2 separate regions of the Rattus norvegicus genome follow, and region 1 is linked to region 2. Evidence: chromatin contacts called from public HiChIP or PLAC-seq data. All regions are on one chromosome and are shown on one strand. Each heading gives the region's core, a stretch centred on a gene start, on an enhancer-like site or on the middle of the called end of the contact. The rest is flanking DNA. Distances are from core to core; before and after follow the strand shown. Region 1 holds the start of Polr1b (RNA polymerase I subunit B). Region 2 holds the start of Zc3h6 (zinc finger CCCH type containing 6).

The links. HiChIP or PLAC-seq counts read pairs in DNA pulled down with a chosen protein or histone mark.
Region 1: a contact with region 2 is called in an H3K27ac HiChIP or PLAC-seq map of oligodendrocytes, with 6 times the contacts expected there. The contact joins the promoter of Polr1b here to the promoter of Zc3h6 in region 2. A contact is called at or near these places in 5 of 12 Hi-C or Micro-C datasets (Schwann cells, kidney and liver) and 1 of 1 datasets of contacts at active chromatin or transcription factors (oligodendrocytes).

What each region holds. Positions count from the first base shown.
Region 1 is chr3:136,785,415-136,789,278 of GRCr8, reverse strand. Polr1b (RNA polymerase I subunit B) reads right to left here and starts at 2,149. Exons shown (of 15, transcript NM_031773.2): 1 at 1,913-2,149; 2 at 65-232. The coding sequence starts at 2,089.
Region 2 is chr3:136,655,317-136,658,713 of GRCr8, reverse strand. It overlaps Zc3h6 (zinc finger CCCH type containing 6), which reads right to left and starts at 1,300. Exons shown (of 12, transcript NM_001107772.1): 1 at 892-1,300. The coding sequence starts at 923.

The DNA.
Region 1 (3,864 bases), core at 900-3,399, 130 kb before region 2:
TTATTAGGCCCCAGCCCTAGTCTCAAGTGTGCAGGGACGGCTGCCTGCCACCACTGATGCTCACCGTCAGCTTCCCTCGGTACGTGCTCCTCCGGCCACGGCACTCAGCTGGATAAATGTTGAGCTCTTTGCAGATGGTCCCTTTGGGCACTGCGGGTGGACTGATGGCAGCGTCCACAATAGTAAGAGATATGCGCTCATCTTTGAAAGCAAATTCGAAGGGAGGTATGGCCTGAAAGACAATTCACCCTGCTAAGTCACTTACATTTTTTAACACACTCTTCACTAAGAGTCTCTGAAATCACCATGGTCTACACTCACTGACATCTACCACGCAGCAAATCTAAAAGGGACTAAAGCTATACCTAACTGGTTACTTCGCCAACTCTTTAATTATAATGTGTTTACCAAGGGCTTTTTTAATGGTGCGCTGTGTATCTGATTCTGCAGTAGGTGCTACAGACACAGAAAACGCTAAGCCAAGAGTCCACCTTCTCTGCGCATAGGAAGACAAGGAGAACTGCTTTTTTTACCGGCAAGTACATGATGATCTAAATGTTCAGCTCTGTATATTTTATTCCCTCAGACTGAAGCCTGGCAATTCAAAGAATTGTAAATGGCTTCTGTATTTCCAAGTATCAGTCAGACAGTCAAAGCTCTCCCACATCTCTCCATCCCTAATTCTCACAATACAGTTGTTTGACAACAAAACCTCAGGGTACCGTCTACTACATATGTCCCTCCCCGAACCTACTCCCTCCAGAGGGAACGCACCATCTTCTTCTCTTAACCTTATCTAATGTAGACCTTTCTAAACACCTGGAATAGTTGCACTTCCATGGTGCTCCTGACTAAAAAAGCTCTACATCTTAGAGCAGTTCTCAAGAGAATGCCATTGACTGCTTGTAGGTGCCTGCTACCCCTACACAACCAACAAGGGTGAGGTACACTTAAACCTGAGAGGTGTCTTACTCTCAGAGCGTAGTGCCAGGACTACAGATGCTAACAAAAAGAGACCTTGCCTTATCGTCCTTTCCTGAACTCTGCTACCATGGTTACAATGATCCCCTGGGCTTTTTTTTTTTTTTTTTAATCTTCCTCAACAGGCCCAACTCAGAAGAGGTGGCAAGTTTTTCTCTTGCAAATTCTTTTTTTTTTTAAAGATTTATTTATTATATATAAGTACACTGTAGCTGTCTTCAGACACCCTAGAAGAGGGCATCAGATCTCATACAGATGGTTGTGAGCCACCATGTGGTTGCTGGGATTTGAACTCAGGACTTCTGGAAGAGCAATCAGTGCTCTTAACCACTGAGCCATCTCTCCAGCCCTCTTGCAAATTCTTAAAAGAAGCTGGGTGGTGGTACACACCTTTAATCCCAGTACTTGAAGGCAGAGGCAGGCAGATGTCTGTGAGTCCGAGGCCAGCCTTGGTCTACGGAGTTCCTGGACAGCAAACGCTACCGAAACCCTGTCTCGAACCGTTCCCGCTCTCCTGGCCCCCAAAGGAAACTCTAAGGGAAGCAAACTGAAGGATGTGCTCTGCTGCAGCCTGTCTGAATCAGCTTGGAACCTTCTGAGGTAGTTTTAGAACGTAAGACTCCAGGTGTGAAAAGGCGTGAGCGCTGTCAATGGGCGGAAAACAGTCTCAAATAGATCACGTCCTCACTCTCCTTTCACAGTACCCAAAACCAGGGCTCGTACCCACATATAAATCCAGAAATCACAAATACATGTTTCCCTCCATCACTAGGCTATAAGTTGTTTTCTCTCTGAACTATCCCAAAGAACTGTAGGGTGAGCTTGCATCACTATTTGAGGTCATACTGTGGCCTCCCGGCCACCTCCTCCAACCTCAGGGACCCTCCGGCCGAGGGTTCGGGCTCCGGAGCAGAGAGTGCGCTCCACTCACCTGCACCGCGTGGCTCAGCCCCTCCAGCACTGCGTAGTTGAAGGAGTCCACGTGCGCCCGCGTCAGGTCCTGCAACGCCGCCTTTTGCTGCTCCGGAGGAACCGCGTACGAGGGGTCGGTTAAATGCTTTAGGCTGGGCCCGCTGGGCAGGTTCCGCCACCGGCTGTCGACATCCATGCTTCTGCGAGCCCCGGACGGGAAACCGGAGCTACGACTCCACTCGTGGACCGCAGGAATGGCCGGAGCAACCCTACAGCCACCCTACCCCGTGGCCTGCTGGGAAATGTAGTTCCTCTTGTTCTGCCCGCCCCACCTTTGGTCCTTCCATTTCTCACGGTCGACTGGAAACTTAAACCATGGCGTGGTTGGACCTGTTAAAACTACACACAAGACACCTTTAATTCCAGCAATCGGGAGGCAGGGGAATCTCTGTGGATTCGAGACCAGTTTGGTCTAAAAAGCGAGTGCTAGGACATCTTAGGGCAATAACACAGAGGTGTCTTGAAACACCGAGAGAGGGAGGGAGGGAGGGAGAGAGGGGGAGGGAGGGAGGGAGAGAGGGGGAAGGGAGGGAGGGAGAGAGAGAACACTACATAGACAGGCAGATCTGCCTCTTCCTCTAAACTTCGATGTTTTGTATCCTACAAACCGTACTAAATCCCTTTCCACTTTAGTGTGTGACCTCTGTGACCCATATTAGCTTAATTAGTCAATTAGGACCCGATAGAAGTATCTTTAACGGTTCCCTTCTGTCCCTTTTCACAGCTTGCCTCTTACATCCTGATGCAGACTTTAGGAGACTCTGAAGTCTTGGCTTCTACTGAAATGCAGATTTGGGGCACCAACCTGTCCTCTCTACTCAACTCTTGGTTTATTATAATAATAATTATTTATTTATTGTTGTTTCTTTGTTTTTTGAGTCAGGGTCTCTCTATGTACTCCTGGCTGTCCTAGAACTTGCTTTGTAGACCAGGCTGGCCTGGCACTCCATCTGTCTCTGCCTGAGTGCTGGGTTAAAAGCATGTGCCACCACCCATGGCTCTGTCTCTTTCTCAACTCTTTTTATTTTTTTAGTTTAGTTTTTTCGCATACATTGCATTCTGGCCTCAGTTTCCCCTCCATTCCCTCCTCCCAATCTTCCCCCCTACCACCGTTCTCCTCTAAATCCACTCCTCCTCCATTTCCCTTCAGAAAAGAGCAGGCCTTCCAGTTATATCAACTGAAAATGGCATAACAAGTTACAATAAGCCTAGACACAAACCCTCATATCAAGTCTGGACAAAGCAAATCAGTAGAAGAAAAGTATCCCAAGAGCAGGCAAGAGAGTCAGAGACGGCCCCTGCTCCCACTGTCAGAAGTCCCCCAAGAATACCAAGCTATACATCAATACATGCAGAGGACCTAGCTCAGACCCATACAGGCTCCATGATTGTCGATGCAGTCTCTGTGAACCTCGACGAGCCCTGGTTATTTGATTCTGTGGGCTGTGCACTTATGGTCTACTCTACTCAACTCTGAATGTTGATCACTAGGACAGCCAGCAGTAATCAGGCCATGCTACCCAAAAGAAAAGAAGCAACCCCAGCCTGCTTCTGGATAGAAATCAAGGGGGTTGGATAGTGTCAGTGAGAATTTGTATTGTTTCCACTGTTTGGCTTTTACGAATATCAATTTTTATATTTGTGTGTTTTCAATTCCCTTAGGTATCAGAGCTAAGAACCCCATTTCTGTGTCATATTAACAATATTTAATTTTCTTTAGTTCTGTGAAACTGTTAAAGTGAGCTGGACAATTTCATTTTTCCCCCTAGCAACATCATTACCAGTACTAGATCCTATCTTCTGATTACAGCAATCTTATTATTTGCACAACAGTATCTGTTTGTGGGTTTTGATTAGCATTTCTCCCTAGACTATGGCCTAGAGGATAATAGCATCAAATATCATTTCATG
Region 2 (3,397 bases), core at 51-2,550:
GTCTTATGGGCCACATTAGAGCACAATGTATCTCTTGAGACTACTGACAAAGCAGTGTGAGGATGTCGATTTTCAAGTTAATATTCTAAGTAGAAATCGATTTTGCATCAGGAGTTTTAATAAAAGTCCTGCTCTGACCCCTTTAAAAACTTGGTTATCAATGTAAATTTGAAGTTAAAAACTTAAGAGTATATTCTGTAAATGGCACCAAATCACTGAATGGTGCCAAGAACGTGCCTCTAGGAGCACAACAAAATTAAAAAGGAAATCTTAATCTCAGCTAAATGGTCAAATGATATTTTTAGCACCTAGGAACTCAGGTAAAGCTAAAAAATCTGCAGTCTACTCGTGTTAACGTATTTAATTTGAAAACTGTCATTTCACTTTCCTGGGGTTTCCTGCGGCAGACACATAGCCTGGGAGTGGGGGATGGGAGGGAAAGAGGCTTTTTTCAACCCCCTAAAAGCTAAACATGTTTATTTTCAGAGGTGGACTCGGGTAGGAGGCAAACATCCACAAGGCCTACTACTGAGCCTTCGAGGACGGTGCCAACGGGGCTGCCGTCGCCGGTCACTGGCCTGGCGAACAGACGCCGCAGCCGCCCGCGCGGCGCCGACGACAGAGCCGGGCCGGGGGCGGGGGGCTCGCACGTGCCCGGCGGGGGCGGGGCGGCGAGCGGCGACCCCGGCTCCGGGAGGCGGGCGCGGCCGGGTCGGCCTCCCCCGCGGCCGGCTGGCAGCCAGCTGCGGTGGACGAAGGTGCGCGTCATGGAACCGATGGAGCCACACAGAGACGTCTAAGTCATGCAGGAGGCGCCCGGCCCCGGCCCGCTCCCGCCGCCCCGACCCCTCCTCTCATCCGACAGAAAGACAGACAAGAAGGGTTCCCGACCTGTCGTGCCCTGCATGTTCAGAGTCTGTCATGTTTGGTCAAGAACGGGGCGGGGCTGGAGGGCAGGTCTGGAGGCCGGCGGCGGGACGCGGGGAGGACCGCTGCGCCGCCTGCGGGCACCTGTTCCCGGCCGCCGCCGACAGGTGACGAAGTGGTAAAAACTCACGGTTACTAGTGAGCGACACAGACACAGACTTTCCAGTCTATTAACAACCACGCCAGAGAGATGGGGCTCTAACTGCAAAGACTGGGCAACGGCCCCGCGCTGCCGGCGCAGCCGCTCTAGTCTGTATTCGCCGCCGGAGGCTGAGGCGTGGGAGCCGGCGGGCGGCGTGCAGCGACGCGGGGATTTGGACAGTGGCCGTAACGGTGATTTCTCCTCACCAACATGGCGGCACCCGAAACAGGCGGCTCAGAAAATGGCGCCGGCCGCAACACCTTGCCCGGGACTAAAGGGCAAGTGAGATTCCTCCGCGAACCGCGGTCCTCCCCAGTCGGCTGGGGCTGAGCGCATTGGCCATTGGAGGAAACTGCCGTCAATCACCTCCAGGGGCGGGCTTTTAATACGCACACTGCGGCACGCTGTATGGCTGCGGAGGCAGCAATAATCTGATGGCTGGGAGGCCAGGGATGCGGTTCGGTGGCGCTTAGAGTTATATCGGGCGGGGCAGGCAACCCCGCTAGTCCTGCTATGTCCACTAGGTCCTCTGTGCCCTTTGGACTTCGGGACAATCACACTGTCCCCCTCCACCCCACCATCGTTACTGTGGGACAAAGAAAGGAACTCAGGACTGGCGGTTATCTTTGTAAAAGAAACCAAAAAAAACCTTTCTTTGTTGCCGAAAGAACTTGGAATCATCCTTAAGTCCTTAAACATGTGGCTGTTATCAGTCTCCGTAGTATAAGGAAGACTGCTTGACATGCAAATTTTTTTGATAATACTAAATTCACCCAATCATTTCTTGAGGATTTAAAATAGCTATTGAGGTCATTAAAATATGATCGTGTCTATTTGCATCTTAGATGTGGAATGCGTTCGAGTATTTCATAAGATCAAGACTGCATTTCTGTGTTGGGGATTTAGCTCAGTGGTAGAGTGCTTGCCTAGCAGGCGCAAGGCCCTGGGTTCGGTCCCCAGCTCCCAAAAAAAAAAAAAAAAAAAAAAAAAAAGACTGCATTTCTTCGTATGTCCGTGGCCTTCAGAAATAATCTTGAAATGCTGAGTAATGTATACTTAGTTCTGAAGGAAAGTTAATTGCTTTTTATTAAAATGATGAGCTTAAGTGTCCAATCTTCCTAAATACACGATGTCTTTTGTCTTTGAATGTTCTGATGTGTGAATAACATGCATTCAAAGAACAATTGTGATTAGATAAATGTGAAAAGAGAAAAATCAGCTTTTAGTTGAATGCAGCTCTTGACAAGACTTGAACCCAGTTTTTCAGCTGGTGGCCCATTATTTATAGGAAATTTTCAAAAGGCACATCTATTTTATCTAGAAAAGCAGTTTAGTTTCTGGAACTAAAATGTCAAGCCTTTTCATTTAATTAACCATTTGACTGAGAACGGTGAATAGCTGAAGTTATCCAAAGGCTTTTGGGGTGTAACAGCTGCTCTTCACAACCTCATTTTCCACTTAGGTATTAAAGTAGGGACTTAGGATTTGTATCTGAGTTTTTTTAAATAAAAAAAAAAATCTTTGAACTGGTTCACATTTGAGTGTTTGATGTCTTTAAATTTGTCTGAAAGTTAAATGCACACCAAAATAAATTCTAGGCATTAGCTTAGTCTTTGAAAAACAACTTTTAAAGTGCTGCCTCGAGACAAAATTAAGATACTGACACACTTGAACGGTCCCATTGTTGGCTATTTAGGCCAACTGAAGAAACAAGGAAAGGATTCCCGGTGGTGTACTCTACCTGTAAACTTTGTATACTTGTAAACCCTCAAGGTGGGAAAGCAGCAGGTCTCATCTGATGAGCTCAAAGCAGCCAGACCGAGCCCCCCAGATGTCCCTAACAGGTTATCTTTTAAGGGCTACTACAGTCATTCCCAGCCAGAGATAAGAGAGTGGCCAGGCACTGCCCTACAAGGAAAAAAAAAAGTCCTACCCTTTCCTGAAGAGGAAATCTCAGTAATCCCTGAGCTCGTCACAGAAATCAGTTCCTGAGCATGAGAACCCACAAATCCCTGAACAGAAAAATTCATCAATCCCTGAACTCCCCTCAAACTTGGAAACCCAATCACCGTCAGACTGGAAAACTGGAAAGCTCCGCCCTCTAAGAAATCTGAAATCTGTTTCCAAAACAGTTACAGCTTCTCCCTCTTATTCATATACTCATTAATTATTCATGGAGTTGGACCGAATCCAAGGCCTTTCCCACACACATGGTCATTTGTCTGCTGGTCCACCTGGCTGATGTGGTACAATGCCCAGGCTAGCACCGATGTACTTCATTCCAGATCCTCCCTCAGAGACTCCAGGTTCTAGACCAGGTTTGTATTT